7 separate regions of the Mus musculus genome follow, and all the other regions are linked to region 1. The links are chromatin contacts, called in public promoter capture Hi-C maps. All regions are on one chromosome and are shown on one strand. Each heading gives the region's core, a stretch centred on a gene start, on an enhancer-like site or on the middle of the called end of the contact. The rest is flanking DNA. Distances are from core to core; before and after follow the strand shown.

The links. Promoter capture Hi-C pulls out the DNA fragments that hold promoters and counts their contacts. Capture Hi-C pulls out chosen DNA fragments and counts their contacts.
Region 2: a promoter capture Hi-C map of adipose tissue shows a contact between it and region 1, with 6 times the contacts expected there. The contact joins the promoter of Drg1 here to the promoter of Nudcd3 in region 1. A contact is called at or near these places in 2 of 9 other capture datasets (adipose tissue and liver).
Region 3: a promoter capture Hi-C map of adipose tissue shows a contact between it and region 1, with 7 times the contacts expected there. The contact joins the promoter of Patz1 here to the promoter of Nudcd3 in region 1. A contact is called at or near these places in 1 of 39 promoter capture datasets (embryonic stem cells) and 2 of 9 other capture datasets (adipose tissue and liver).
Region 4: a contact with region 1 is called in a promoter capture Hi-C map of liver, with 9 times the contacts expected there. The contact joins the promoter of Limk2 here to the promoter of Nudcd3 in region 1. A contact is called at or near these places in 2 of 39 promoter capture datasets (embryonic stem cells and liver).
Region 5: a promoter capture Hi-C map of erythroid cells shows a contact between it and region 1, with 15 times the contacts expected there. The contact joins the promoter of Rnf185 here to the promoter of Nudcd3 in region 1. A contact is called at or near these places in 2 of 39 promoter capture datasets (erythroid cells and liver) and 1 of 115 datasets of contacts at active chromatin or transcription factors (stem cell-derived neural progenitor cells).
Region 6: a promoter capture Hi-C map of liver shows a contact between it and region 1, with 4 times the contacts expected there. The contact joins the promoter of Smtn here to the promoter of Nudcd3 in region 1. A contact is called at or near these places in 1 of 39 promoter capture datasets (liver) and 2 of 9 other capture datasets (adipose tissue and liver).
Region 7: a contact with region 1 is called in a promoter capture Hi-C map of liver, with 6 times the contacts expected there. The contact joins the promoter of Slc35e4 here to the promoter of Nudcd3 in region 1. A contact is called at or near these places in 1 of 39 promoter capture datasets (liver), 1 of 115 datasets of contacts at active chromatin or transcription factors (astrocytes) and 2 of 9 other capture datasets (adipose tissue and liver).

The regions. Positions count from the first base shown.
Region 1 is chr11:6,198,418-6,202,389 of GRCm38.p6, forward strand. It overlaps Nudcd3 (NudC domain containing 3), which reads right to left and starts at 2,034. Exons shown (of 6, transcript NM_173748.5): 1 at 1,526-2,034. The coding sequence starts at 1,717.
Region 2 is chr11:3,264,170-3,268,141 of GRCm38.p6, forward strand. Drg1 (developmentally regulated GTP binding protein 1) reads right to left here and starts at 2,294. Exons shown (of 9, transcript NM_007879.2): 1 at 2,100-2,294; 2 at 598-721. The coding sequence starts at 2,141.
Region 3 is chr11:3,288,564-3,292,535 of GRCm38.p6, forward strand. It overlaps Patz1 (POZ (BTB) and AT hook containing zinc finger 1), which reads left to right and starts at 1,894. Exons shown (of 4, transcript NM_019574.3): 1 at 1,894-3,321. The coding sequence starts at 2,051.
Region 4 is chr11:3,406,957-3,410,928 of GRCm38.p6, forward strand. Limk2 (LIM motif-containing protein kinase 2) reads right to left here and starts at 2,282. Exons shown (of 16, transcript NM_010718.4): 1 at 2,090-2,282. The coding sequence starts at 2,105. Gm51879 (a long non-coding RNA gene) reads left to right here. Exons shown (of 2, transcript XR_003949624.1): 1 at 1-2,445; 2 at 2,791-3,972.
Region 5 is chr11:3,451,049-3,455,020 of GRCm38.p6, forward strand. It overlaps Rnf185 (ring finger protein 185), which reads right to left and starts at 1,908. Exons shown (of 7, transcript NM_001290472.1): 1 at 1,161-1,908. 8430429K09Rik (RIKEN cDNA 8430429K09 gene) reads left to right here and starts at 1,389. Exons shown (of 4, transcript NR_028317.1): 1 at 1,389-1,692.
Region 6 is chr11:3,537,079-3,541,050 of GRCm38.p6, forward strand. Smtn (smoothelin) reads right to left here and starts at 2,214. Exons shown (of 20, transcript NM_001284427.1): 1 at 2,034-2,214; 2 at 245-358. The coding sequence starts at 295. Gm11946 (a long non-coding RNA gene) reads left to right here. Exons shown (of 6, transcript XR_001780145.2): 3 at 1-2,637; 4 at 3,362-3,563; 5 at 3,693-3,972.
Region 7 is chr11:3,912,897-3,916,868 of GRCm38.p6, forward strand. Slc35e4 (solute carrier family 35, member E4) reads right to left here and starts at 1,768. Exons shown (of 2, transcript NM_153142.3): 1 at 1-1,768. The coding sequence starts at 291.

The sequences.
Region 1 (3,972 bases), core at 784-3,283:
GAAACAGAGTGAAGTTCTTGTTGTCATCTAACCTTGTTGAACTACTACGTCAGATTCAGAGAGCATGGCGATCAGGTGGCAAGACTTCATTATAAAGAAACACAAGGTGCCACCTCTCACCCTCTCCAATTACTCAACCAGCAGCACTTGGGCCACTGATAAGGATGAGCTACCCCAGGGACTCATCGGTTTCCATTCTGAAACTGAAACTCAGTAGCAAACCTTCCCACTGATCACCTCATGGTCATTATGTTAAGAGTTACTAGAACATTCTAAGCTTTGGCTTCTTCCACTGAGAGGAACTGAAGAAAGTAACCCCTGACAAGCCCACAGAACAGATTAAGATGGAAGGTAAGCCAGGTGGTGGCAATTCGAGTCTTTAATCCTAGGCAGATATCTGAGGTTGATGCCAGAGTGAGTTCCAGGACTTCAGAGCTACACAGGAAAGCCCTGTCTGGGGCTGATGCAGGGGTCAACAAACAGCAAAGGTGACATGAAGCACTTTATAGGTTTGTGAATCAGACTCTACACGCCCCTCAAAACCTACTTCAACGTCTCCTACAAAACTGTCTCAATTTCCTAACTACCACTTCTATCACTTCCTTCCAAAGAGCTCTACCACACAGAGAACTAGCAGAGCTCTCTATTAGTGTCTGTGCTTTACTCTCTGTACAGTGTCAAAAGTAGACAGACCATTATTTAAATATCCATACCATCAGAGTCTATACCGCAGCTGAGAGTGTTAAATATATTCATTAAATGTTTGCTTATTACTAACTCAACAATGTCAACAATCCCAGCGCGGGAGCGTCGGGAAGGAGGACCATAAGTTCGAAGCCATCCTGATCTACCTGGCAAGTTCCAAGTCAACCAGGGCTACACAGCAAGATCTTGTCTCGAAAGAAAACAGTTTTTAAAAAGGTGTCCAAACAACTTGAGTCAGTCATTAGTAACGCTTCAAAAACAATAAATATAACCTAGGACATATAAATTTTAATCCAAATGTAAATTTCGTAAACATTACAATTGTCCACCAACTTAGTAAGTCACTGGCAAGAGGCCACACCCACCAATCAATACATACCAGTCATTCCTGCCACCTCCGAGCCCGGGAATTCTGAAATCTACTAGTTTCTCCCGCTGTGAAAGTCCTCCTCCTACAGCCTGCACGGTTTGAACCCTGCCTAACAAGCCCCTTGCACCGTTCTGGGGATGCCCACAGGGCGCTGGGAGGCCCTCAAACCCAGGCTGACAGGTCCAACACCTAAGCATCTCCCGCACAAACCCAGCCTGTACCCAAAGAAGCGCATTCCTGCCAACGGATCCGTGGGTCAGATAACGCCTGGCCATTTACTCAAATCACCTGGTGGCACCCCAGAGAGAATCACAAACCCTGAAGGGTGGGCTACGGAGTGGCGCAGTTCCCAGACGTAGGACGCGAGCCGGGGCACCTCTGGCGCTGGGAGGTGGAACTGGGGTAAGGACCTGCTGGACCCCAACGGCCCGCCGCCTCTCTCCACCTCACCTGCAGCACCAGGGCCTGTGCGGCCCCGGGCGGGAAGCCCATGCGGTCCGAAGGGTGGCGCAGCAGGCGGTAGAAGTCGGTCTTGCGGTAGAGAAAGCCGAAGAGCACGCGCAGAAAGTCCTGGACATTGCCCACGTGCTGCAGGATGCCCAACAGGGCCTGGTCATAAAGCTCAGCAGCCCCGGGCTCCATGGCTCTGCTGCCCGAGGGACGCGAACACAGTGGGCACCGCCTCACACCGGCTGATTGGCCACTTCCGGCGTGCGCGCCTAACGGCTCCCCCCGGACAGCGAAGACGCGGAACTTCCGGTCCGCGCTTGTTACTACCGGCGGTAACCGATCGTCGTTCTTGCGGCTCTGCTGGATCTCCTCCGCCGCGACACTTGCCTAAAGGAGATTGGTATGCGCTCAGTACGGTTCCTACATGCAAGAATAACCATGGTCACGATGCGGAGAGCGCTTGCCAACCATGTTTGAAGAGGGCGGAAGCATTGTGGTGACGGCCACTTGACGTAGTCCCTGGAGGTGTCACGTGGTCTGGGAGCCTTTCTTCTTTCTGGATTGAATTCCTGCGTAGGTGTCTGGTGCGCCTTCTTATAATACCACATTTTGTTTGTTAGCGGAGGGAACGGAAAAGGAATATTGTAGAATTGTATGGAATTCCTATTAACAGAGCTATGAGTGAAACTCAGAAGGTTGCACCAGATTTCAAGGTGACTTGAAAGGACAAGAAAAGTGTGAAAAGCTCAGTGAAGGAAAAAAAGAAGTATGATACTGTAAATATGTGTGTGTGCATCCGTATGTATAGCATGTGTGTATACACGTGCCGTTACTAATACGTGCATATAGACATTTTAAGAAAACGTTTATGTAAGGTTGACACACAATCAATCTGTGGTTTATACCTGTAATCCCCGCATCCAAATCATGGCCAACCTGGGCTATAGAGTCAAACCCAGTCTCAGAAGAGGGTTGGGGGGAGACGAAAGACAGACAGATTAGGAACATATGCTAGGTCACAAACCGAAGACAAATGGCTGAGATGCCTAATAAAATATCAAAGCAGACTCTGGCCACCAGTCTCCCTCAGTACCTTCTGGTACAGGATCCTTCTGGCTGGCATACTAATCCTGACCTCTACCCTAAACTTCTCCAGTCCAGAGTCTGAGCTGGCCTTTTCCTCCCCAAGCTTCTCTGATTCCTATGTAACCCAGCCATTTTGGTTATGAGGTCCTTTTTACCCTTTGGCCTCTTGGTCTCCTGGCCTCTTGACTCCAGGTCTCTTCTACCCTCTCCCCTAACCCTTCTCACATGGCCCAGCTCATTCTACAGCCACTTCCACCCTGAATTCTCCCAGATGCCTCTGCTTCTGGCTGTCTGCTCCCTCCTGTCTACAATAAACCTCCTCCACCATACCTAGAAGCCATCATGTCCTCCTTTTTGTTTTTTTTTCATTCAATGTAGCTAAATTGGTAAAGTGTGTGACTAATGTGTCCTGAGTGTTGTATAAACTGTGTAGTAACCCACATGTGTGACTAATGTGTCCTGAATGTTGTATAAACTGTGTAGTAACCCATACCTGTAAACCTAGCACTGGGAAGGTGGCGACAGAACCAGAAATGTTTATTCATCCACATAGCCAGTTCAAGACCAACTTGGGCTCTGCAAGGAGATCCTGACCGGAAAAAAAACAACAACAACAACAAAAAAGATTTTAATGAATTTCATCTCTACTAGACTAACTAACATCTACAAATTAACTTTTTTAAAAGACATTGTCTTACTCTGCAGCCTTGGCTGCCCTGGAACTCGCTGTATAGACCAAACTGTCCTCAAATTCACAGAAATATGCCTGTTTCTGCCTGCCAAGTGCAGAAGTAAAGATATATGCCACCACACAGAGCAAAATACTGATTTTACTTTTGTTTTCTTGTAGTTCTAGGAGACAAACTCAGGGTCTTGAACATGTTAGGAAAATGCTTTTCCAGTAAGAGACATTCCAGGCTTAACAAATAACTTAATAGTGTTGGGCCTTAGCAAATTTTAAGTAAAGCCATACAGATAAATTGATGTAAATTTTTTCAACTTAGAATTTATGATCGTGCTCTTGGAAGGCAGAGGCAGGCGGATTTCTGAGTTCGAGGCCAGCCTAATCTACAGAGTAAGTTCCAGGACGGCCAGAGCTACACAGAGAAACCCTGTGTCAAAAAAAACCAACCAAACAAAAAATTATGATCTTAAATTTTGTTTCAAGAACCCATGGAGCAACCGCGATGGCTCAGACAGTTGGTGGTGGCACACACCTTTAATGCCAGTGAGGTAGGCAGATCTCTATGAATTCAAGGCCAGCCTGGTCTACCAAGAGAGTTCAGGACAGCCAGGGCTACATGGAGAAATCCTGTCTCAGAAAAACAAAAACAAAGAACACTAGCTGATATTCCAGAGGA
Region 2 (3,972 bases), core at 1,044-3,543, 2.9 Mb before region 1:
GGCTAGCCTGGTCTACAGAGTGAGTTCCAGGACAGCCAGGGCTACACAGAGAAACACTGTCTCAAAAGACAAAAACAAAAACAAAAAATTGGGCTAGGAGATGGCTCAGTAATCAGTGTGCCTGCCACACAACATGAGGACCTAATTGTGGATTCCCAACACCCACAGGTAAAAAAAGCCCTGTAGCAGCAGCACACACCCGTGATCCCATTGCTGCATTATAGGCAGGTCTCCAGAGACTGATGGATCGCCAGTCTAGTTGAACTGATGAGTTTCAGGATAAGTAAGACCCTATCTCAATTTAAAAAAAAAAAAAAGGACTGGTCTTCCTATGCACATAAACACACAGAAATGCATTCTTGGAAGCCAGACACAGTGGTGTGCACTTTTAAGCCCAGCACTTGGGGAGCAAATGGACTCTGTGGAGTTCACTGCTAGCCTAGACTTTATAGTTAAGTTCCAGGATAAGAAGTACACAAACAAAAAAAAAATTGTCTATGGGCATATGAATATATAACACACATACACACATTAGATATTTGTATTATTTTACACACACATATTATATATTCACACATATTACATGGAACTACAAACCTTCTCCTGGCCCCCCGCCGCCGCCACCTTTAGGAGTGATGAGTTCTCTTCGAAGTTTAGCAAGGCGAGCCTTAAGCAGGCCAAGGTGATGAGCTGTGGCTTTGTTCTTCTGAGTCCGAGCCATCTATCAGGGAAGAATCACAGCCATAAACTCTGCAGCGTTCCAGGGGAAAAGTCCTGAATGCTCCCAGAAGCTGAGAATATGTTTTGGCTTTCTAATGTCAGTGTAACCATTTTAATTTTTCTTAACACAGGGTCTCTTTATGTGGTCCTAACTGTACTACAACTTATTATGTAAACCAGGTTGGCATTGAATTCATTAGTGTACCACTGGCCTCGGCCTCCTGAGCTCCACCTAAGAATTATTTTTTATCCTTAGACGCCCACAATAGAGGTGAAGGTGAACAAACTGTCTATTGAAATACTGCTTCAGGGGAAGACCAAATGGCTCATATTCACGAGCATCCAGCAAACTGCAGACTGAAGAGGATACAGGCAACTAAGTATTTTTTAAAAAGAAAAACCAAGCCTGGCTAATGTCAGCACTCTGGAGGCAGAGGCAGATCTGTCTGAGTTCAAGGCCAGCGTGATCTACACAATGGGATCCCTGACATCCAGAAGTATGTAGCAAGACCCTGTCTCCAAACAAAGGAGAGAGGTAGAGGGAGGGAGAGAGGGAAAAAATCCAGGGCCAGATAGACACACTCAAGTGCACTTGCTGCCAAACTTGGAAGACCTAAACTCAATCCCAGAAACCATGACTGAACAGAACGATTCCCCTAAGTAATGCTGAACACACACACACAGAAACATAAAAATAAACTGAATTCCCTCTCCCCTCTCCAGTTCATTCTCTTCACCACAAAAGAAACAAACGAGACCCAACGTGAAAGGACCCACGGTCATTCGAATTTCTATCCACAGAGGGAATTAAAATGCATCTGCTGATTCGTTTCTACGGTACCCAATCTAAAAGAAGGGTGTCACATTACGGACTTTAAAAAGCCCTGAAGGTCTCAGGGATGACGCGCCATCCAGGTACAATCTACTTACTCCCAGATCTTACCGTCACAACCAACGGCGTGTAAAAGGGGACCACCAGTGAGTGGCAAGTGGGCAAGGAATAACGGGACAAGACCTCAAAGCCCGTGATCGGATCACGGAGTCTGGGATATAGAAGTCGTGTGGCTCAGAGAAAAAAGCAAGAAAAACAGAAATAATGTCGAGACATGCGCCGAAAACCGGAGCAAGTGCTGGGTGTGGGATGTGGGAGGTTGCGCAGAGACGGAGCTGGCGGATGGGAGCTGAGAAGCCCAGGCCCGAGGAACTGAGGGAAGGGGCTGCATGGGGACGGGGCTGCGGCAGCGCAGGTTTAGACTACGGGGGCGATGGCAGCTGGTGGCACAGGGGTGGAAGCCAGGCCCTGACGCCGCGGACGCAACACCGGAGGAGCCGCAGCGCCGCAGAAGGGCCAGGAGAGAAGCGCCGGCTGCGCCTTTTACCTCGGCTTCGATCTCCGCGATCTTCGCTAAGGTCCCGCTCATGGTGGCGGAGGGCTTAAGGCCACACCAGCCTCCACACTGGTTAGGTCCCCCTTCTCGCGCCCGCCGCGCCTCTGGCCACCACTGCAGCGCGCAAGCGCGGGATCTGCTAAGCTCGCGACACGGTTCCGCGAGAAGTCCGCGCCGACGCTCTCGGAGATGGGCGGTCTCCGCCTTCTCCGCCGACTCCTCCCTGTCCCGCCAGCCAGCGCGGTGTCATAGAGCCCGCAGTGAGGTGACCAGAGCGGTCGCTCGGGCCAACTTCCCGGAGCGCGCCGAGGGTCGCGCGCAGCTCGGCCCCACCCCGCCGGACCTGCGCTCGCCCCTTCGACTCCCGTGCCCAGCGTGCACCTAAACCCGGCGACCATCAGAGTGCGCGCAGATACTTGGAAGCTCCCTTTCTTCATCAGGACAGACCTCGGCTTCCTGGGTTGTAGAGAGACTCAGAGGGGTGGGGGGTTGTAGAGAGACTCAGAGGGGTGGGGGGCACAATTTTTGAGGGATCCTTTGTTTACCAGGAACCCTAAAGAAGGAGTGTGGCACTCAACGAGCCACAGTTAGTGGATCGAATGAGCTCTTCCAGAGAGAGCCATTACTTGGAGAAGCTATCATGTTGAAAAGTTGGAAATTATGTTAGCACAAATTAGAAGGGAATGCATAAATAAATATAAAAGCATTTTTATTGTGTAAAATAAGGTTACAGCCACTAAAGCGTAGTGTGACTGGAAGTGAGTCCCGAATTTGTCAGATGGACAAATAGAACTGTGCCTTTTATCATTATACTCTCTAGGCTGTTTGTTAGAAATACACTTAGAGAGGCATAGGGTAGTGGTACCCACCTTTAATCCCAGCACTTGGGAGGCAGGCGGATTTCTGACTTCGAGGCCAGCCTGCTCTACAGAGTGAGTTCTAGGACAGCCAGGGCTATACAGAGAAACCCTGTCTCAAAAAAAAAAAAAAAAAAAAGTACCGGAGTGTGTCTCCTGGTGGTGCTGAGACCAAGGATCTCCTGTGTTCAAGGCAACCCTCGACTACCACACACCATGCCAGAAAGTACATTCTAGGAAATGTAGATAAACCAGATGATAGAGGCGCACGCCTTTGATCCCAGTACTCAGGAAGCAGAAACAGGTAGATCTCTGAGTTCAGTTCCAGGCCAGCCTGGTCTTCAGAGCAAGTTCCAGGACAGTCAAGGCAGAGAAAGCTATCTCGAAAAACTGGGAAAAAAATAAAATAAAAAAGGGAAAAAAAGAAAAAGGGAGGTAAAAGAATGGTTCCCATAGGAAGGTTTTTCCTGTAATGCCGAGGACTCACTCATGACACTTAGATCGGGAGGATCCCCCTGAACCCTGAGGGGAGAATTGTTTATGGGTCTGATGATGAGGGACATAGAGGGACCGACCATTTGCTTTGTGTAATTGTTTAATTGGGCTTTGGACACGGGTGCATACTTTCTTTTATCTAACTGTGTAACTTTGAATGATCTAAAATTAATTATGTAGACCAGGCTGGCTTGGAACTCCCCCAGATCCACTGACTCAGTGCTGAGGTTGAAGGAGTATATCACCACTCCACCTTTTACTTTTGAGTTTTTGTTTTTGTTCTTTCTAGACAAGTCTCTGTGTAGCCCTGGCTATCCTGAACTCACTCTGTAAACCAGACTGGCCTTGAACTCAGAGATCTTGCCTGCCTCTTTAGTCCTGAGTGCTAGGATACTCTGTTTTCTGATTTTTTTTTTTTTTTAGCTTATTACTATTGGTTCTACTTTCTCATTAAATTTTTACAAATTATACATTTTATTTAGGGTATGTATAATTTATATGCATAAAATTAT
Region 3 (3,972 bases), core at 644-3,143, 2.9 Mb before region 1:
AGCCTCAGTGAGATGAGTAACAGGCTAGGCGCACGCTGGTGGGAACCCCAAGCCGAGATGAAAGCTGGTCCCGTTCATTTGCATGGTAATACCCAGAATGCTTTTCCACACACACCGCTACATTTAATGGAAGCGCTCAGTTTGGAGCCGTGCAAAGTTTGGAATACGTGCTTCGCTCCTCTCGCAACTGTGGGAACTTCGCGCCAGTACACGTGCTTTGCCTACAGTCTCTGATACCAATAGCTCAGCGACAGCCCAAGCAGACGAACCTGTGTGCAACCCTCGCCTAATAGCATCCTCAGGCGTCTTAGGGACAATGCGCTCTAGCCTGGCCGCACGGTCCGTGGTCAAAGTGGCCGGCATTTTGCCGGGCGGCAAGGGCTAATAAGCAAGCTTCTGGCTTGGGGAAGATCGAGGGGGCTTCTTGATCTCTGGATTCCCTAGTTTTCTTACAAAACTGCTGGGACATGCAGGGGTCGTTGATTTTGTCCATCGCCATCATACTGTCCCTTCTCTGAGCTGGCTTGTGACTTCACGCTCCCTGGGGCACAAAGCCCAAGTAGCTGTGGGTGGGGAAAACGACCTATCTCTAGTTATCCAGGCGTGCCGGGCATTTGCCTCGGTCAGTGTGAGGCAGGCAGAAGGTTCCGCCTGCGTCGGATCGGGATCCCGTCTCCTTCCTAGGGCAGCAGAGCGGGAGGTCTCAGCCGACTTCTAGGGATTTCGGCCATCAAAGGAGAACTAGGCAGGGTGCTGATGCCCGTCCGACCTGCGGGTGCGCAAGGTAGGCTGGGGGGCTCAGATCCACAGGCTCTGGCTGCCCATCCCGCACGCTCGCCTACACTCTGGGCGGGCAGCGGAGGGGCGGCTGTAGCTGGTTTGCTGGCTCGGCGCTCAGATCGTATTGGCCGGGGTCGGGGGGGGGGTGGTGGTGTGTGGGGGGTGGTTGAGGCTGCAGCCCCGGGCCCCGCGGGCGGGGTGGGGAGGCGGAGGATCAGGCTGCGCTAGCATTGGCGGAGCTGGGGAGTGGGGGCAGGAAGCGAGCGGAGCGGAGCTGCAGGGGGGGGGGTTGTATAAATAGGGAATGGGGGACGTGCATCCTCCGCTGGGTGAGGGGGGGGGGCGTTCGGCACAAAGAAAGTGGAAAGTTTGCAGCGCTAGGCGGCCCAAGCTAGGGAGCCGGATGCGCACGTGCTGAGTCGGGGCGACCGAGACCCCCCACGCCGAGCTCGCTGCTTTTTTTTCTTTCTGCAAGCTGGGGGGGGGGGTGTTGTTGGTATCGCCCCCTCCTTCTCCTCCCCCCAGGGGTGAAAGTGCAAGAGGAAGTGCAGCCGCTGCCATCTTTCCTCCGTTCCGAACGCACGGAGCCTGGGGCCGCAGCGCCGCCGCCACTCGTGCCTGGCTTGGGAAAGGGCCCACCCTGCTACTGCCACCCGCTCGCTTCGGCCGCCGCCTTCGCCGGGCTCCAAGACTCGGCCTACGCCACCGCCCCTGTGCGCGCGGACCGCCGCCTTCGCCTTCGCCTTTTGTTTCCTTTGCTCCGGCGCCCCCACCCCGGCTCGCGCTTTGCAGGGGACGCAGCGCGCGCCCCCAGTGGGCCCGGGAAAAGCCTCGGAGCGCGCGCTTGCGCTTGCGCGGCGGACCCCTCCTCCTCCCCGCGCGCGCGCGCGCGCCTTTTGGCCGCGCGCCGGCGCCGCCTGGCGGGCGGGAGGGGAGGTGGCAGCTGCGTTTGCAGGAGGGGCGCACCTCTTCGCTCGTTTACCCCTGGAAGGTAGACCTAGAGAGGGAGGCGGGCAGGCGGAGAGGGAGTGCTACGCGGGTCCGGCGGAGGTTAAGGGCGGCAATGTGGGGGGCAGTGCCCCGCTGGGTCTAGCCCTTTTTATTAGAGCAGGGGGCGTGTGCGCTGGGCGCACCTGAGAGTACTACCGAGCCCTGGGCCGCACGTGCGGGGAGTGTGAGTGGTCCGCTGCAAAAGGCGTCTCGCTGCCTAAGGGAAGGGACCAGGGACTGGCGGGTGCCCGGCCCGGCGAGTGGGGAAGGGGCAGCGACCATGGAGCGGGTCAACGACGCTTCTTGCGGTCCGTCGGGCTGCTACACCTACCAGGTGAGCAGACACAGTACGGAGATGCTGCACAACCTGAACCAACAACGCAAAAACGGCGGGCGCTTTTGCGACGTGCTCCTACGAGTAGGCGACGAGAGCTTCCCAGCGCACCGCGCCGTACTGGCTGCCTGCAGCGAGTACTTTGAGTCTGTGTTCAGCGCCCAGTTAGGCGACGGCGGAGCTGCAGATGGTGGTCCTGCTGATGTGGGAGGCGCGGCGGCGGCTCCAGGCGGCGGAGCTGGAGGCAGCCGCGAACTGGAGATGCACACCATCAGTTCCAAAGTGTTCGGAGACATCCTGGACTTCGCTTATACGTCCCGAATCGTTGTGCGCCTAGAGAGCTTCCCCGAGCTCATGACGGCCGCCAAGTTCCTGCTGATGAGGTCGGTCATCGAGATCTGCCAGGAAGTAATCAAACAGTCCAACGTGCAGATCCTCGTGCCCCCTGCCCGGGCTGATATCATGCTCTTTCGCCCACCTGGGACTTCTGACTTGGGCTTCCCTTTGGACATGACCAACGGGGCAGCCATGGCAGCCAACAGTAACGGTATTGCTGGCAGTATGCAGCCCGAGGAGGAGGCTGCCAGGGCCACAGGTGCTGCTATTGCGGGCCAAGCTTCTCTGCCTGTGTTACCCGGGGTGGACAGATTGCCCATGGTGGCTGGACCCCTATCCCCCCAACTACTGACTTCTCCGTTCCCTAATGTGGCATCCAGTGCACCTCCACTAACTAGCAAGCGAGGCCGGGGACGCCCCAGGAAGGCCAACCTGCTGGACTCCATGTTTGGGTCTCCAGGGGGCTTGAGGGAAGCAGGCATCCTTCCATGTGGCCTGTGCGGGAAGGTGTTCACTGACGCCAACCGGCTCCGGCAACATGAGGCCCAGCACGGCGTCACAAGCCTCCAGTTGGGCTATATCGATCTTCCTCCTCCAAGGCTGGGTGAGAATGGGTTACCCATCTCCGAGGACCCCGATGGCCCCAGAAAAAGGAGCCGGACCAGGAAGCAAGTGGCTTGTGAGATCTGTGGCAAGATCTTTCGTGACGTATACCATCTCAACCGGCATAAGCTTTCCCACTCGGGGGAGAAGCCGTACTCGTGCCCGGTGTGTGGTCTGCGGTTCAAGAGAAAAGACCGAATGTCGTACCATGTGAGGTCCCATGATGGGTCAGTGGGCAAACCGTACATCTGCCAGAGCTGTGGGAAAGGTTTCTCCAGGTGAGGATGGCACCCTCCCCCACTCCCTGCTGTGTATTATCTTAGTTCTGTCTCGAGACAGATCCTTCCCAGGATCTGGGGATGTGGATCTTGTGGGGGTAGAGGGTCACTGGACCTTAATAGAACATAACATGTTTAAATGTTTTAAGATCTCCAACTTTGATGGTGTGGCCAAGAGCTGCATCTATGCCTTCAGGCAAGTTCTCTGGCACCAGGGTGCTTACTAGCTTCACCCTCCCAGGGGCCTTGTAGGAAGGGGCCGGATTCCTTAGGCCAGAGCCATTGGGCCTCCCCATTCTTCTCCCCTGGTTCCCTTTGTGTTTCCGGCACCAGGCGTGGGGCCCCCTCTGGGGGCGGGAGGCTGGGCTCCTCCCTCGACTTTCCCCGCCTGAATGGCTTCGGAGGGAAGAACTGAACAAGTGTGTCTAGGACTCCTTACACTCCCGAGGCCTAGATCCTCCACCAGTTTGAACAGGCTGGCCTGCAGCAGTAGGTTCCAGCTTTGCCCCTCATGTGACCCTAGGTTTGAGAGACATAAAAGCCGGCTACGCAGGGCTGTTTTGCAGTAGTAATACTGGAATCTGATGCGCTCTGACGTGGTGGCTTCAGAATCCAGTGGACCCACAGGTCGTCTGTTTGTTCTCAGGACAG
Region 4 (3,972 bases), core at 1,032-3,531, 2.8 Mb before region 1:
TCGTGGAGAACCAGATTCAACACCCAGCACCCAGATGGTGGCTCATACCCATCAGTAACTCCAGATCAAGAGGACCTTCGGGCCTCTGCACTCACCAGGCATGCATGTGGTACAATGCACGTGGTACATGTGTGGACATGCAGACACACATATAAGAAGGTTTTGTAATCTAAAAAAAATGAGTTAAAATTAAAGTAAGTTTAAAAGGTTCTGAGGATGTCGCTCAGTGGTTGAGTGCCCATCTAGCTAGCGTGAGGTCCTGGACTGATCCTTAGCACCACACACACACACAAATCAAAAATGACTAAACTCATGCACAAATTCCTGATCATCAAGGTTCAAAACTGAGAACCAATAGTGCTTAGAAAAAGTCACCAGGCTGGGTGCAGGGATGCAGAGTTTTGATCCCATCACTCGGAGGCAGAGGCTGGCAGATCCAGGACAGCCAGGGCCACACGGAGAAACCCTGTCTCAAAAATACATAAATACATAAATAAATGAAAAGTCACTGGAAATCGGTTGAACTGAAGAACTCTAAAGCCACGTGTTTAATTTTTAAGAGCAGACTTTATTTATGTATGTGAGTGTGCATGGGCTCCAGGACTGCAGGGACCTGCAGAGGGCTGAAGAAGCCTCTGGAGCTGGAGGAATAGGACACTGAGTTGGGTGTCAGGAACCAGAAGGGACCTCTGCAAGAACAGCACACCCTTAACCTGAGTCACCTCTCCAGCCTCGTTGAAAAGAAAAAAAGAAAGACCGTATCTCTCATGTAACCCAGGCTGGCCTCAAATTCCCTACATATCAGAGGAATGACTTTGAATTCTGACTCTCCTTCGACCTGGGATTGCAGGCATGCAGCAGGTATAGGCAGTGCTGGGGATGAAACCCCTTGCTTTGTGCAAGCCTTCTACCAAGTGAACCACATCCCATCCAACTCAATTTTAAAAAAATTATTTATTTAGAGACAGGATCGTATTCTGTCGTCCAGGTTGACCTAGTTAGTACGCCACACACAGACCAAGCAATTCTCCTGGCTCTGTCTAGTCTGGGATTACAGGTGTGCAATCACCACTACCAGCCAGGAAAAAAAATTAAGGGAAGAGACAGACGAATTTCCGCTCCATGCTTTCCTTCTCCAGAGCATATTATCACCAATAAGGTCTGAAATTCCATGTTCCCGTAGTGAGGAAGTGACCCACTGGCGGCCCGGTCCTTGAATTCAGGATGGAGGAAGTGACTGTCCACCGGCCCAAAGCCAGGAAGTGGAGGCACATATTCAGTCCCTCCCCCACCCCTAAAATTCTCCCTTGGCCTTTCTAGAAAACTTTTGGAAGTCGACCCTGGTAGACCCAGAAACTGAGCCACTCACACCGGTGGCTGGGAATAAGGCGGCAGAAAGTTCATGATGCCGCGGGGCAGGAAGCTGCAAGATGATTCGTGAAGGGATTTACAGGCCCAGCTAAGCCAATTCTGAAATTTCCTTCACTCAACTCTTCCCCTCAAGGTGCGGAGCTATTAATCTGCTGGCATCAGAGACTACGCGAGGACTCAACTAGTCTCTAGGAAGACTTGAAGCTGTTCTCCACAGGAGGCAGAGGTCTTTGAGCCTCAGGAAGAACGGTCGGATGTCTTCCTATCCACATCATAAACTCCACACTCATACTCTATCTCTAGGAACCACTCCTCCCAATCCCAGAGTCCAAAGACACCTTCGAGAACTTTGGGTCTACAGAAAACCTAGAACCCAGGATAACTCGGAATCTCAAGTCCTGAACTCTGGAAGACCCTGTACTTCCCATATTTCAGAATCTCAGGTGCCTCGGCTTCCTTAGCCAGGAGACTTGCCCGGTCTGCAGATCCGAGGATCCACCTCGCGGGAATTCGCCCCACGCGCCGGCCGCAAGGAGCCCTCAGTCTTAGAACGACTGCGCTCGGACTTCCAGAGTCCCAAGACCTTCAAGTCCCGAGGGAACCATTGTGTTCGATCCTCCCCACCCTGCCAGGCTCTCGCTGAGGATTCCGGACCCAAGAAAAACCAGACAGCCAGAAACCCGCGAGCGGCGGGCTGGACGGAATGGGCCCTTCTTACCCGCCAGCGCCGCCATGGTCCAGGGCGCGGACAACACAGGAAGGACCACCCGGCAGCAGCGCCTCAGGTCCGCGCCCGCCTGCGGTCTAGAGAAGAGGCTGTCTCTGCCCCTGCAGCCGGAAGGATGCACCGCCTACGGCGCCCTGGGAGGACCAAACCGCACCTGGCACGGGGACCCGCCCCGGAGCCCCTCCCACTTAGGTTAACGACCCGCCCTGCCCCGTCCCGCCTCCCGCGCGAACTCTGCCGCATCTCTGGCGCCTGCTGGCGACTGGCGACCTCTAGAGGCGTTCGGATTGACCAGGGTGATTCAGTTTAGGCTGGAGGTCGCAACACAGGGGACCCTCGGCGCTCAGGTTAGTCCAGTTGCCCTTCTACACTACTTGAAAATGGCTCTGCTCTTCAGGTGCAGAGCGTGGGTAGGTATCACAGGTCTTTTGACTCCCAGTTTGTAATCAGCAATGTGAACACGAAGAAGCTAAGAGAAACCACTTTTGCGTGTCAAAGGCAATATGGAAATGAGGCTCCCTAGAGCAGATTATGGAGGCCAAATACCTGGGTTCCTGGAATTTTGGGTCCAGGACTCCCACTCCTTATATAAAGTCCCTGGTTGGTCAAGTCTCATAGAAAATGGCGTAAACTTTGTCTATAATCCACGCACAATCTTCATATGCTTTATTTTTTCTTTTGTTTTGCCACAGGGTCTTGAAATGCAGCCAGACTGATATTGAACTTGCCAGCCTCTTGCCTCAGCTTCTTGAGTGCTGAGATATTCTTGTTTTAAATCATCTCTAGATTGTTTATTTAAAAAAAAAAACCAAAATCTAGATGTTCTAACATAGTTATCTTATTCTGTGACTAAAATCAAGAAAGAACCGGACAGTGGTGGCACACGCCTTTAATCCCAGCACTTGGGAGGCAGAGGGAGGTGGATTTCTGAGTTCGAGGCCAGCCTGGACTACAGAGTGAGTTCCAGGACAGCCGGGGCTATACAGAGAAACCGTCTAAAAAAAAAAAAAAAAAAAAAAAAAGACGCAGCACTCTCAGCTCCTTCTCCATCGCCATGTCTACCTGTATTCTGCCATGCTTCTGGCCGGGATGATAGTGAACTAAACTTCTGAACCTGTAAGCCAGCCCCAAATAAATGTTGTCCTTTGTAAGAGTTGCTGTGGTCATAGTGTCTCTTCCCAGCATTAGAACCCTAACTATGACACTCGGTTTTAGACAATTGTTACTTCCCTCCATCAGATTTATGTACATGGGAAAAGAGTCCAGAGGATCAGGAAATGGGTAGGAATGGAGCCCAAGGAAACCAATCCTGCCTCCAACTCTCCCATCAGCTGCCTCTGGCTCTACTACTTAGGTAAACAAAACAGCACAATTCTCTGTCTTCCTGCATGGCCTTTTGTTAACAAAAGTGGCTGCTAGTTAGATGTTTCTTCCGTGGCGCCTTCATATGACCTAGGGTGCACAAGTGCTAGGGAGGGGGCTGTACCTGACTTCCTTCCTGGGAACTCACTTGAGCTGCTGGCTTCCCTCTGAGGAGATATCTGATGCGTAGGGAACACTAGATTATATACTGAATTAGGAAAGAATTCTTGGGGCTCTTCTGACAAGCTACTTAATGATTAGCAGAGAGAGGCCCTGCTGTATTTTCCCGGGCACAGAGGGATGGGGACTGGCTTGCTTGCTTCCTGTCCCTCCCTCCACAACTGAGCACCACATCTGTCCTTCTCCCACTTTTTGCTGACTGCCTTTTCTTCCCACCCTGTCTCTCTTATAATCACTGTTTAAAGGGCAGTATGTGTAATTTGTATCTGTTTTTTAAGATTTATTTATTTATGTAATGTATATGAGAACACTATTGCTGCCTCAGACACACC
Region 5 (3,972 bases), core at 658-3,157, 2.7 Mb before region 1:
CATAATGGTACTAAGTAACGAGTGATCCTGGCACTCTTTAAGACTGAAACAGCAGGATCCGGGTTCAAGGCCAACTACAAAAGGAGCTTGAGGACAGCCTGAGATCCCTGAGACCCTGTCTCAGACCACAAAAGAAGTATCACATACACTCTGAAGACAGAGTTATCAGTGGAGAGGTAAGAGTCACAATAAATACTAATACGAGCCTTTTAAATTGGAAAGGGCCGCCTCCTGTATACTTCCTTTCCCAAGGAGACAGTCAATCCCCATCAGTCGTCACCTCTGATAATTCTTCCGTTAAATTCTTAATAGTAAGTACACATGTGTCTTCCCCCTAGAACCTACCTATTAATCGTAGCTGTACCTCTTTCAGCTACAAAGATCAAGCAGGAGGCCTCTTTGCCATAACTCCCCCACCCAACCCCCACCCCCACCCCGCGCCAGCTTTTAAAGATAGTTAGTTATTCTCCTCCGGCGTTCTTTCCTAAGCTAGAAGTTTCATAGAATCGAGCCGGCTCCAGCTGCCTCGAATCGAGTACCGCATTCACAGCGGGACCGCACTTCGGATGAGCAGGCTTCAAACACGAGTAGGACTCCAGAGGAGAACGTTCAAAATAAGGTTTCCTAGGATCCAGACCCAGATTCGAAACAAGCTGTGGGAAAAGCCCAGGGCTGGAGAGCCGGCATCCCGGAGGGTTTCGGAGCAGGTGCTGTGGAGGCCCACGCTTTTGAGACAGCTGTGCCCGGTTGTACAGCTGTGGGAACTAGGTTCAGGGAGGTCAAAGACTTGGCCTCGAACGCACAGTGAGCTGCAGGCAGCGAACTCAAGTCCAGGTCTCCTACGCTTCACCCCAAATCTGTTCACCGCATTCCTCATCTTTCCACTCCACCAAATCGCCACCCACGAGAGAGGCGGTCCCGCCCCCGAGGCTACGGGAGTCAGGACGAGCCCCGTCTGGAAGGGGAGCTTGTGCGCACCCTTCTTTCCCTTTTCTGGGGCCTTAGTTTGCCCAATCTGTACCCACGGATGCCAGTCTGACCTTCCTTCTGGGACCTGGACAGAGCCAGACTGGATGACTCCTGGCCCTTGGCTTCAGATCCCTGAGCCTGGGAAGGGGGTCCCATGCCTCCCGGGCCCGCCGTCCCAGCTCGTCACCTACCTGCCGCCGCGGTAGAGCGAGCGCCAGCGACGCCAGCTGTCCGTTCCCCCGTCCCGGAGTAGCCGAGCCAGTCTTAGAGACGCGTCAGTCAGAAAGATTGAACCTCCGACCCCTCCTACCGGGAACTTGGTCACCTGACGCGGAGCCGCCTCTAGTAGAACAACTTCCGGTTCCAGCCGGAAAAGGCTGGTGTGCAGCGCTGCTCTCCGGCCCAGGCGCCCGGCTGGTAAGTTCCGCCCCGGGACAGGAAGGGGAGGGCGTCTGGTCTTTCCGTAGGGTTTCCTAGCGCTGGAAGAGGAGGGAAGGCAGCTCGGTGGATGGGCGAGCTCGCCTCGCCCGCGTGAAGACGTGGGAATAAATATGTGCGTACCCGCCAGCTAATCATAGCATTCATTCGGGTGATGGGTCAGAACTTCAATGTCGTTTTCGAAGCAGGCTTGGGATACATGGGACCGTGTCGCAAAAATAATGGGCGGATGAAAAAGCCAGTTCTAGAAATACCAGTTTGGAATGCCTTGTACAAGAAAGTAAGGTCAGTGGTTGTTCTGTTTTATAAAGAAGAAGAACAGGAGGAGGAGGCATGGGAAGTGGAGTAGGAAAGGGAGTAGAGAATGAGGAGAAGGGAGAGAGGCCGGCCAGGAACGCGTGAAGAGAGAGGGCGGAGGGGGAAGGGGGCAAAGAGTAAGGGAGAGGAGGGGGCGAACAGCCCCTTTTATAGTAAGCCGGGCATACCTCGCTGTTGCCAGGTAACTGTGGGGCGGAGCCTAGAAGGAATGCTAACAGTGGTGATGGATGAGAATGTGCAAAACGACCCAGGAGCTCTCTTGAAGACTCTACTAGCCAAATCTGTGAAATTTCAGTATCAAAATAATAAAGGTAATAAGAGTATAACTAATTGGAGCCCATGAGATGGTTCAGAGGTAAAGATGTTTGCTGCCAAGCCTGTCAACTCTAGTTCAGTCCCCAGAAACCCAGCGGTGGAAGGAAAGGAGTCTGGCAAGTTGTCATCAGACCTTCACATGTATACAGAGACACTTAATAAATACATGGTAATTTATTTTAAAACTAATTAGATGAACTTGTAACCAATGAGGGATTGTTTTTTTTTTACAGTAGCAAGTGCATTTATTATATTTAAAAATAACTAGAAAAATTGGTGTTTTAGCTTTCCATATATAAAAACATGTGAGTCCAGTGCAACAGTGCTCAGTGCAGGTGAGTGATTTTGCTGTGCAGCTCCTACAAAGCTGCATAGCTGTGCTGTTGCAGGGGTGGGGGGAGTGGGGGGTGGAGAGCCGGCACACCTCATTCTGTAGAACAAGAAGGGACTTCCGTCCTGCCTCGGACAAGCAGTAGCAGTAGCATTCCTGTGTGTAAGCTGAGGTAGGGCTGGCACACCGGCCTTGTATCCTGTACTGGATGGCTTTCAGCTTCTGCTTGCCAGTGTGAAAGCCCAAACGCCAGATGGCAGGTGAGCCTGCATCCTCTCCCCAGAGTCCTTGACCTTATCAATCTCTAGCTCCACCTGTGGGGGACCTGAGGGATCGGTCAGAATACTCCTCCTCCTTCTGTTCCTGGAAAAAGTAAGATTCTTTGGGGGGTTCTTAGTATCATTAATACAAGAATTTAGAAGAGACTCAAAGGAAGCTCAGGACAACTTTATTAGAGTTTGAAAAAAGCAATCAAGGCTAGTTGAAAACTCTAACAGCTGCCAGAAGATGGAGAAAAGGTCACACCTTTTAAACTAGGCATGGAATAAAATTAGACAACTTATCAAGAAATGGAAAAGGACAGGTGGTATTGGCGGTGCACACCTTTGATCCCAGCACTTGGGAGGCAGAGGCAGGCAGATCTTTGTGAGTTCCAGGACAGCCTGATCTTCAAAGCAAGTTCAGGACAGCCAGGGCTACACAGAGAAACCCAGCTCAAAAAAACAAAAACAAAAAACAGAGAGTAGGAGGAAGGGAGGGAGAGAGAGGGAGAGAAGAGAGGAAGGAAGGGAGGGAGGTGAAAACGGGCTGGAGAGATGGTTCAGCTGTGAAGACGGGGAACCAGAGGACCCAGGTTTGATTCCAAGGAACCACACACATAGTGATTCACAACCTTACCTAACTCCAGTTTCATGGGATCTGATACCCTTTTCTGGCCTCCCTGGGTGCTGCATGAACATGTGAGTATATATGCTTCTAGACAAAACATTCATACATATAAAAAAACAAAACTACCCAAGAATGGAAGTGGGCTAGTAAGCTGAGCAAAGTCCCTAAAAAGTATCCACCATACTGGTGCATGGTCTCTTACAGCCCTTTCTCTACAAACTGACTTCCTGTCCATGTTAATCTTGATGTATCTTTTGTTGTTGCTATTGTTGTTATCTCCTGTTACATTGGATCCCAGTACAGTTTACCAGGCTGAGTCAGGACAAGACCTGAGTCCCTACCTTGTCCCTGGGGAGCTGTGCTAGCCAAAGGCAAAGCACAGTGGACTGGCTTGCTGGAGGTCCTGGGGACTCCTCAGTACCCTCTGGGGACTTCTGGCCATTCTAATCACCGAGGGACCAAAGGCAGTTAGAGTCCTGAAGCCCCTTCAGATGACTTGGGGTCGTGCTTACACTGCCAGCAGTTCCAGCTGCTAGGACCTATATCCTGATTTCCACCCGCTGACAACACAAGCTTCAGTATGTGAGTCTCTAAGTACTGTGGCCTGGCCCTCAAAAGTCCTGTCTCTGAGGGTGTAGCAAGGAGGAAGCCTTTTGCTCTGTTCTGGAATTTTTTTTTTTTTAATTTATTATATGTAAGTACACTGTAGCTGT
Region 6 (3,972 bases), core at 964-3,463, 2.7 Mb before region 1:
CAGCAGTTACTGTTTAAACAAGAGATGACAGTTGGGGGTGGGTAGGTACCAGGTCTCAGCACCTGACATGGACAGGAACATGCCACAAGAGCCTCTGGAGCAGCCAAATGGAACCAACCTGGCGCTGTTCCCTGAGCCTCTCCTCCAAACCCCTCCCCCTCCTTATGTACTGAGAAGTACATAAGAAGTGGCCTACATCCCTGGGTTGGCCACCCCACAGTACAGTAATAGAGCTACTTATTACCAGTTTTCGGAGGGCTCCTTCATCCAGCCCAGCTAAAGCCTCGTCTGCCATCTTGCTGGCCCCTAATTCCTTCAGTATGTCAGCTCCCGCCAGGTCCTGGTGGCACTCAGAATTCTGCAAAAGGCAGACATGAGTTAGGTTGCTGAAGATTTTGTAGAAATCTCGGTCCCCTGGGGTTTATGCCTCTGTTGCCCTCTTTAGCCCATAAGCGTTCATGTCTTTCCTGTCCTACCCTGACATGTGGCTCCTGGCTGGGAACTGTCCTCTGCCCCAGGGTATTTTGCTGAAGAAAAAAAAAAAAAAAAAACCTCACCAAACCAAGAATAGGTGTTTCTGTTTCAGCCTTACCAGCTTGGCTGCCAGTCTGCCCTGTGGTCTAAGTTGACATCCTGACTAAGCCCCACACAAGAAGGGCCTGTACCTAGATGGAGAAGAGGACTCAGCAAGGCCCACCAAGCCATGCTTACCACCAGGGGGTACACGCCAGTCTCTAGTTACCTGCCATACCCACTCACCTCTAGGGGCCACCGAGCCTGCCCCTCCACCCACCTCCACAAGCTGGGCGTCTGGCTGTGGGCTGAGCCCATATCCAATTCTTACTAAGACTGTCATTCCCACAGGTATGGGAGCTACCTGTGTCTGGCAGTTCTTGGAGCCAGCCTTCAGTTTTGACTCCTTTCCTCCCTGATGTCAGCAGACCTGACCTTGGGGAGCCAGGTGTCCCTCTCTCCCTGTCCATTCACACACTCAGAATTCACTCACAGTTCACTTTCCAACTGGAAGGGCCTTGGGAAGCTGACCCACCCAACCTCTGGACTTCAGGCAAACTGAGAGGATGGGAGATGGTCAAAGATTCATCACAGGGGGTCAGAAAAACTCAGACTCAAAGGGCAGAAAGAACCTAACACAAATCTTGGTGACTTCTGCCTTCTGAAGTCCCCTTCCAAGATGCTGCCCAAGACTCCAGGCTGTTTGTTTCTTGTTCAACCACTGACCGTCAAAATGGATTCCTAAATCTGGTGCCAGTCTCTAGCCCAAATCACTCCTTCCTGGAGTCCCCAGTGTCTCTGGAATTTGTGGTTCCATGGTCTAGCACACCTGGATGTTTTGCTAATGTGGTGACTGAAATGGCCTCTGGACCCCCCACCTCCATTGATTCATCCCGAAATCATCCACTCCCTCTCTACAACAGTCACTTGGTGTGAGTCACCCCATCCGGTGAATGGGTCTGGGGGAGTCCCAGTGCGCACTAGTTGGAGTTGGAAGGCACTGCTAGAGTCTTTACCTCCTAGTCTAGATACTCTGTCTGGGGTAACTACCCCTCCCCAGTGCCCAATCTTAAGTATTGTGGACATGCTATGCTTCTTCATGTTGGGTAAGGGTGTTGTTAGTTCCAAACCTAGGTGATACTCGGGACTGTCTGCTCAGAAATTCCTGCCACTGCTTGCCACCATTCTCATGGCTTCATGCTACAGAGTTTTCAGTCCTGGGGATTGTTAAGGCCCTGCGAGAGATGGGTCAGGATCTGGGAAAGATTCCTCGAGGTATCAGCTCCCTATAGATTAGTGTCTCTGGGGATCGAGAAGCCTCTTCCAAGTCCATAGAGTCTCTTCAAGACTCTTTCCCCAGGGTCTCAGAACTTCAACCATGTGTCTTTGGAGTTCTCGTGATTTGGCTAGGGTTCCCGGACCTGGGAGTTTCAGAATCCCTGTCCAGACATCCAGGTTTCACACCCCCTTCCCCGGACTCATCCGGACTCCTAGAGTAGACCCGAGATCCTCATACCCACCTCTCAGTCCGGCCCGCCGTTCCGGCGCAGTTTCGTGTTAGTTTGGTCGGGACCCGGTAGATGCAGTAGAGACCGGCAGACCGACGGGAGGAGCCGCAGCCCAGGAGCCCAGGCCGGTTCAGCAACGTACCCTGGACTCTGCTGCAGACGCCTGTCCCGCGGCGCCAGCCAGATGGCTGGCTCCGCCCTGCCAAGCTGTCCCAGCCAATTCTCTGTTGAGACACGCCCCTGCTCTGGTCCCATTGGGAAAATTCAATTTTTTAGGACCCGCCCCCAAAAGACTCCAGCCCCTCACTGTACAGGCATGTTGGGTATTGTAGTTTTGGGGACTGCTGTTGCGAGGTCCTAGACATCCTCGGGTGGGCTTCACCAGGATACAGGCTCTAAGCCAAAGTCCGGAATGTGCCACAAACCGGGCAAATAAGTATCTTGGGATCCTGTAAGCCCTGAGCGGTCCTGACAGCCCCTCCCTGCCCTCCTTTTTGTTCTTGAGACCACATCCTTTCTCCGGACTCCACCCACTAGGCGCCTTAGTACACAGACTGCCCAGTCAACTCAACGCTCAAAGGGCGCTTTCGGGACACCTGGTCTGTGCCACCTCAGGGTAAGGAGACTGGGTGACCAGCAGCATTTTGACAATTATTGAGTCGCCCAGGACATCTGAGATGGAGCAGGATCAATCATATCGTACCTTCCTTGCTCATATATGTAGCATGCTCTCCCAAATTCTTTAAAGTCTGCCTCTGAGACCCCCGAAGTTCTAAATAGGGAGTATGAACCTCGCAACTCAACAAATGGGGGAAACTGAAGATCCCAAGGAGACAATACAAAGAGTCAACCAGGAGACCCAAGAGCTCAGACCCTGGAGGGAAAGCTTCCCTGTCATCCTGGAGGCTGTGGAGCCGCCCTACTGGTCTTGCCTAAGAAAAAAGTAGGGTGGAGCCTGGGCAGATAAAGTCTGGAGTCCAGCTTGATAAATAAAAACTGTAAATCAAATAAAAACCATAAAAGCACCAACGTATTTCTTGTGTGTGTGTGTGTGTGTGTTGTGTGTTGTGTATCAGATTATAATATCCATAACAACTTAATGAGATTTGACTGTTCCCTTATACAGATGAGACAAAAGCCTATGGGTAATGGAGTCGAGGTTCATCCCACCTAGCAGGGATTCTAATCTCTGCTAACACTATAATGTGGAACTGAGGTAGGGCTGAGCTGGCTCCTGTAGTCTCTCAGAGAGCTCCAACTCAGATTTCTCCAAGACCAACCTTTACACACCCAAAGAGAGGACCTGTGTCCATTTAAAGTCTTTTTGTTTCCTCCCACAGCCCCAAGAGGTGGTCCTCTCACCTTATATATTGGAAAATAAGACCTAGAGAAGGAAGCCCCTTGCGGGGGAGGCAGAAGAAATGCGCCAAACCGACGAAGACGCCGGCTGTGGAGGTTTCCTAGTCTTCCCTACCTGAGTGGGAAGCCGATTGCTCCAGTGAACCGCCTGCTCGCGCTGGCTGAGATCAATGAATGGCCGAGGTGGGTGCCTGTTTCCGGGATTGTCTATTTAGCGCTGTGCGCCCTCACCCTACCGCTTGTCAGGCCCTGGCCCGTCTCCAGACTGACCTACCTTGCCTTTTTTTTTTTTTTTTTTTTCCTTCTTGCCAGGGATGGTGCCATGTAAAAAGGTATCTGGTAGTGGTGGTGATGGTGATCTAGGCATCAAAGGGCGACCCCGTGCAAGTGGTGAGAACTTTATAATGTAGGCAGGGAAGAGAAAACGTCCCGTGAATGTACAGCAGGCACTGAAAGTCAGATTGCCAAGATAACAACTGTGCAAGACAGTCGGATTCTACAAGAAGGAAGTTGAAACCCAAGGTGGTAATGGCACTATTATCGCAGAATTTTGCCTAGAACCAGAGCACCTTTCCTCCCCTTGTTATTTCTA
Region 7 (3,972 bases), core at 518-3,017, 2.3 Mb before region 1:
CCCCCAGTGGCATGCCAGGGCGGCTGCCAGCATGTGCAGTGCTGAAAGCAGCAGGGGCCGTCCGAAGCCATGCACTGTGAAGATCCACTTGTTGAGGCTTGACATGCTGGCTCCCGCCAACAGCCACACCAGTGCTGCCACAACCACTCTCGCCGGAGCAGGCTGCCCAAGGACCTGGGGTTTGTCCGGAGGCCACTTGGGGCGGCCATGCTCCTGGGCACTTCCAGCCACAGCAACTGCTTCGGCTGAGGTCATCATGCCTTCATGGTGCTCCAGTGGGCAGCGGCACATCCGCACCAGTGGGGCTGGGGCAGGAGGCAGGCTTTCCAGGGAGTCGCTGAGCCTGGTCCTGATTCCTCGGACAGGAGAGGGCAACACTTCAGGTGCTAGACTCTGAGCCAGCCGATAATTCTGGTCAGGGAAGAAGGTCGTGGCTGCTAAGATGCCGGACTGGCTGGTGTCCACCCAGGCCTCGTAAGCCCTGGGCACCTCCCGCACCAGGGGAGGCCTTCTCTCTTCTCCGCGCCCTAAGCTCACGCGATGCTTTCACACCGAATCCGTTTGTCTTTTTCCATCTTTGGTCCCCAGACTGTCAGGATGAGGTCACTGACTGACCCCGACCGCCTGCGTGTTTGGTGCTCAGGCCCGGACCAGGTCTGGCAGGGTCGATAATATTCCGAGCGTGGGAACGGAGGTTGCAGCCGTCGCTCCCCTCCCCCAGCCCCCTTTAGCCTTTTACTGGACCGGGAATAGACGCCGATAGGCCGGCGGACGCGGAATCGCGAGCTCGGACTGGCTGCAGCCTCTCAGGATGCTCTGGCTGTTCTGGCTGCCGCTCGGCTCCCGCGGTGGATCTGGCAGCTTCGGGCGCCGGGCTCTAGTCCCTCCCGAGTCCCGCGCGGCTCAGCGCTTCCCGGCCCTGCCCTCTCCGCCGCTACCGAAGCTGCGCTCCACCCGGAAAGTTGGGCTCAGCCCGGGCCCCGCCCACGAGTACCAGCCCCGGAGCCCGGCGGACGTCTAGCCCCTCCCACAGCCTTTGCGCCTCCCGACTTGGCTTGCGCAGCTGCGGCCGCGAATCCCTTAGTGGAGAGTGTGGGTTGTACCAGCCACCAACCGGAATCCGGATTGTCTCCAGCGCCAAGTAGAGCCTTCCTTAAAAAGACCAGTATCCAGTGCTGGAAACCCTGGGCACTCTGCAGAGCCGTCCCCAAGCTGTCTGCCATCGTCGAGAAGCAGGGCGTTGAAGTGAGACATACCACATCACCTGATCCCAGACCACAAAGGTCTCCTTGAGATCTTGGAATTCAACGGAGCTAGACCACGTGGTCCCTTAAGGCTGCCTCATCTTGTTCCCCCTCCATTCCACTCCAGATCTTTTCTCCCCCTCTCAAACCAGGGCGGCGCCCCCTCTGGGGCAGCAGAAGGGGAAATGAATCACCAAAGCTAACCACAGCTCCGGGAAGCAGGGTACAGCGGGCCGGCATCCATCCCGAGCTAGCCGACTTTATGTGCTGCTCCCTAGGCATTCCGAGGTGACTCACAGCTGGGTTTCATGAGGCCCACGGAGCAGAATCCTGGATGGTTCCCGGGTTTCCCACCTGAATTCAGGTTAGGGTAAGCAGCTGAAACCCAGGGACCTGTTCCCAGCCCAACGCGTGAGCAAGAATCAAGGTCCATCCTGGACTCTTTCCGGTAATTGGATTTCTGGGGAAGCTCCCGCTCACCTGCACAGGCCTCACCCGGCTCTGTTGTCAAACAAGTCCTGGATGACAACCTGCCTAGAGAAACAAGATCGCAAAGCGCAACTGTGTAGCCCGGCCCGCAGCGCCCTCTGGTGGTCGTGACTCCGCACTGTTGCAAGCGTTCCTAATCCCTTCCCAAAGAAATTCAGGTGAAAATAAGCCAGTCCCACCTGAGACCTAAATCAGATCTCTGTCCCAGATGAACCAGGAATCTACACTGTCACACTTGCCTCCGATGAGTCTGATACCCGCGGGAACCCGTAGATCTCTGCTGAGTAACCCAAGTTGAAGGGCAGAGAGTGTAGGTAGGAGACTTCCAGGGAAAGGATCAAAATCTGGGGCATTTAGATAGTTTTTCCAAGAAGAGTTATGGGAGGGAAACTGAATGAGCCTCTCCCCTCCCCCCTCCAACACACACACACACACACACACACACACACACACACACATTTTTTAAGAAGAGGAATCTGGGCTTTCAGTGAACTATATTCCTCTGGGATTTTTAATCCATTATCCACTAAGCTTCTTTGAATTAAAAAGCATTTCTTCCTATTTAAATTTTTTGTTTATTATTAGTGGTGTGAATGTCTGTATGGGAATGCTGAGATTACAAGCAGGTGCCTCTGCCCACTTCTGTGCCCATTTTAAAAAGATTTATGTGCATTGGTGTTTAGCCTGTCTGTCTATCTGTAACTATGCATGGATGTCTGTGAGGGCATCAGATCCCCTGAAACTGGAGTTACAGACAGTTGTGAGCTGCCATGTGAGTGCTGGGAATTAACCTGGATTTTGTGGAAGAGCAGCCAGTTCTCCTACTGCTGAGCCATCTCTCCAGCTCCTTGAACAATTTTTTTGTTAGATATTTTATATGGATGAGTGATTTGCCTGCATGTGAGTGTGCGCACCATGTGCATGGCCGGTGCCTGCAGAGCCAAAAGGGCATCAGATCTCCTGCATCTGAAGTTACTAGTGGCTGTGAACTACTATGTGGGTGCTAAAGACCAAATTTAGGTCCTCTGCAAGGGCAGTAAGTGCTTTAAAAAAAAAAAAAAGACTTATTTTATGTATATGCATACACCACTGTAGCTATCTTCAGAAACATCAGAAGAAGACATCGGATCCCATTACAGATGGTTGTGAGCCACCATGTGGTTACTGGGAATTGAACTCAAGAGCAGTCAGTGCTCTTAACTGCTGAGCCATCTCTCCAGCCCAGTAAATGCTTTTAACCACTGAGCATCTCTCTAGCCTCAGAAACCCATTTTAACCTGTCTCAACATCAGACTGTATTTTACTGTGGATCCAGAGCCAGGAGGCCCGGATTCAAGGAGGATATCACTGGGGTAGAGGGCTCATTCACGTTCCTTAGGGTCTACTCAAGATCTCAGAGCAGCCTATGCCTCCCACAGCACCCCTCAAATTTGAGCCCTACTGTATGAGGGGCCCACCTCCCTGCGAAGCCAGGGGTGCAGGAAACACTTCTGAGGGAGGCTGGGAAGCAAAAAAAGAACCTCTCCCTAGTGACTGTGCTGCAGAGAGAGGTATGGTCTGTTTTTCTTCGGGCTTCAAGCCTGACTGGGTCATTTCTATATTTGGGCTCAAGTGTCCTGTATGTGACCTATGAGGAGACCACAGTGACAAACACACTATAGACCAGAGCACCACCCCACAGCTCTGAGTCAGAAACCAGGCTGGAGAAGAGCTGCTGACATAGGTGACACAGCCTGAAGCCCCATCTTAAGAAAGAGATAAAGATCCAGGCTGGCCTCAAATCCCTTCTGCAGAAAAGGATAGCCCTAAACTTCTCATGTTTCTGCCTCTGCTTCCCAAGCACGAGGATTACAGGTGTGTGCCACCAAGCCTAACTTTATTTTTTTTTAGGATTTATTTTATATATATGAATATACTGTCACTGTCTTCAGCCACACCAGAAGAAGGCATCGGATCCAACTACAGATGGTTGTGAGCCACCATATGTTTGCTGGGAATTGAACTCAGGTCCTCTGGAAGAGCAGTGAGTGCTCTTAACCACTGAGCCATCTCTCCAGCCCAAGCCTGACTTTATATGGTGCTAAACTCAGGGCTTTGTGCATGCTAGGCAGGTACTGTTACAATGGAACAACATCCCTAGTCCATCAAATAGTGTTTAGTTCTTGCTTTGTGCATCTGGGAACACAACCCAAGGCTTTGTGCATACCAGGCAAGTGTTCTGCTACTCAGTACAGCCTCA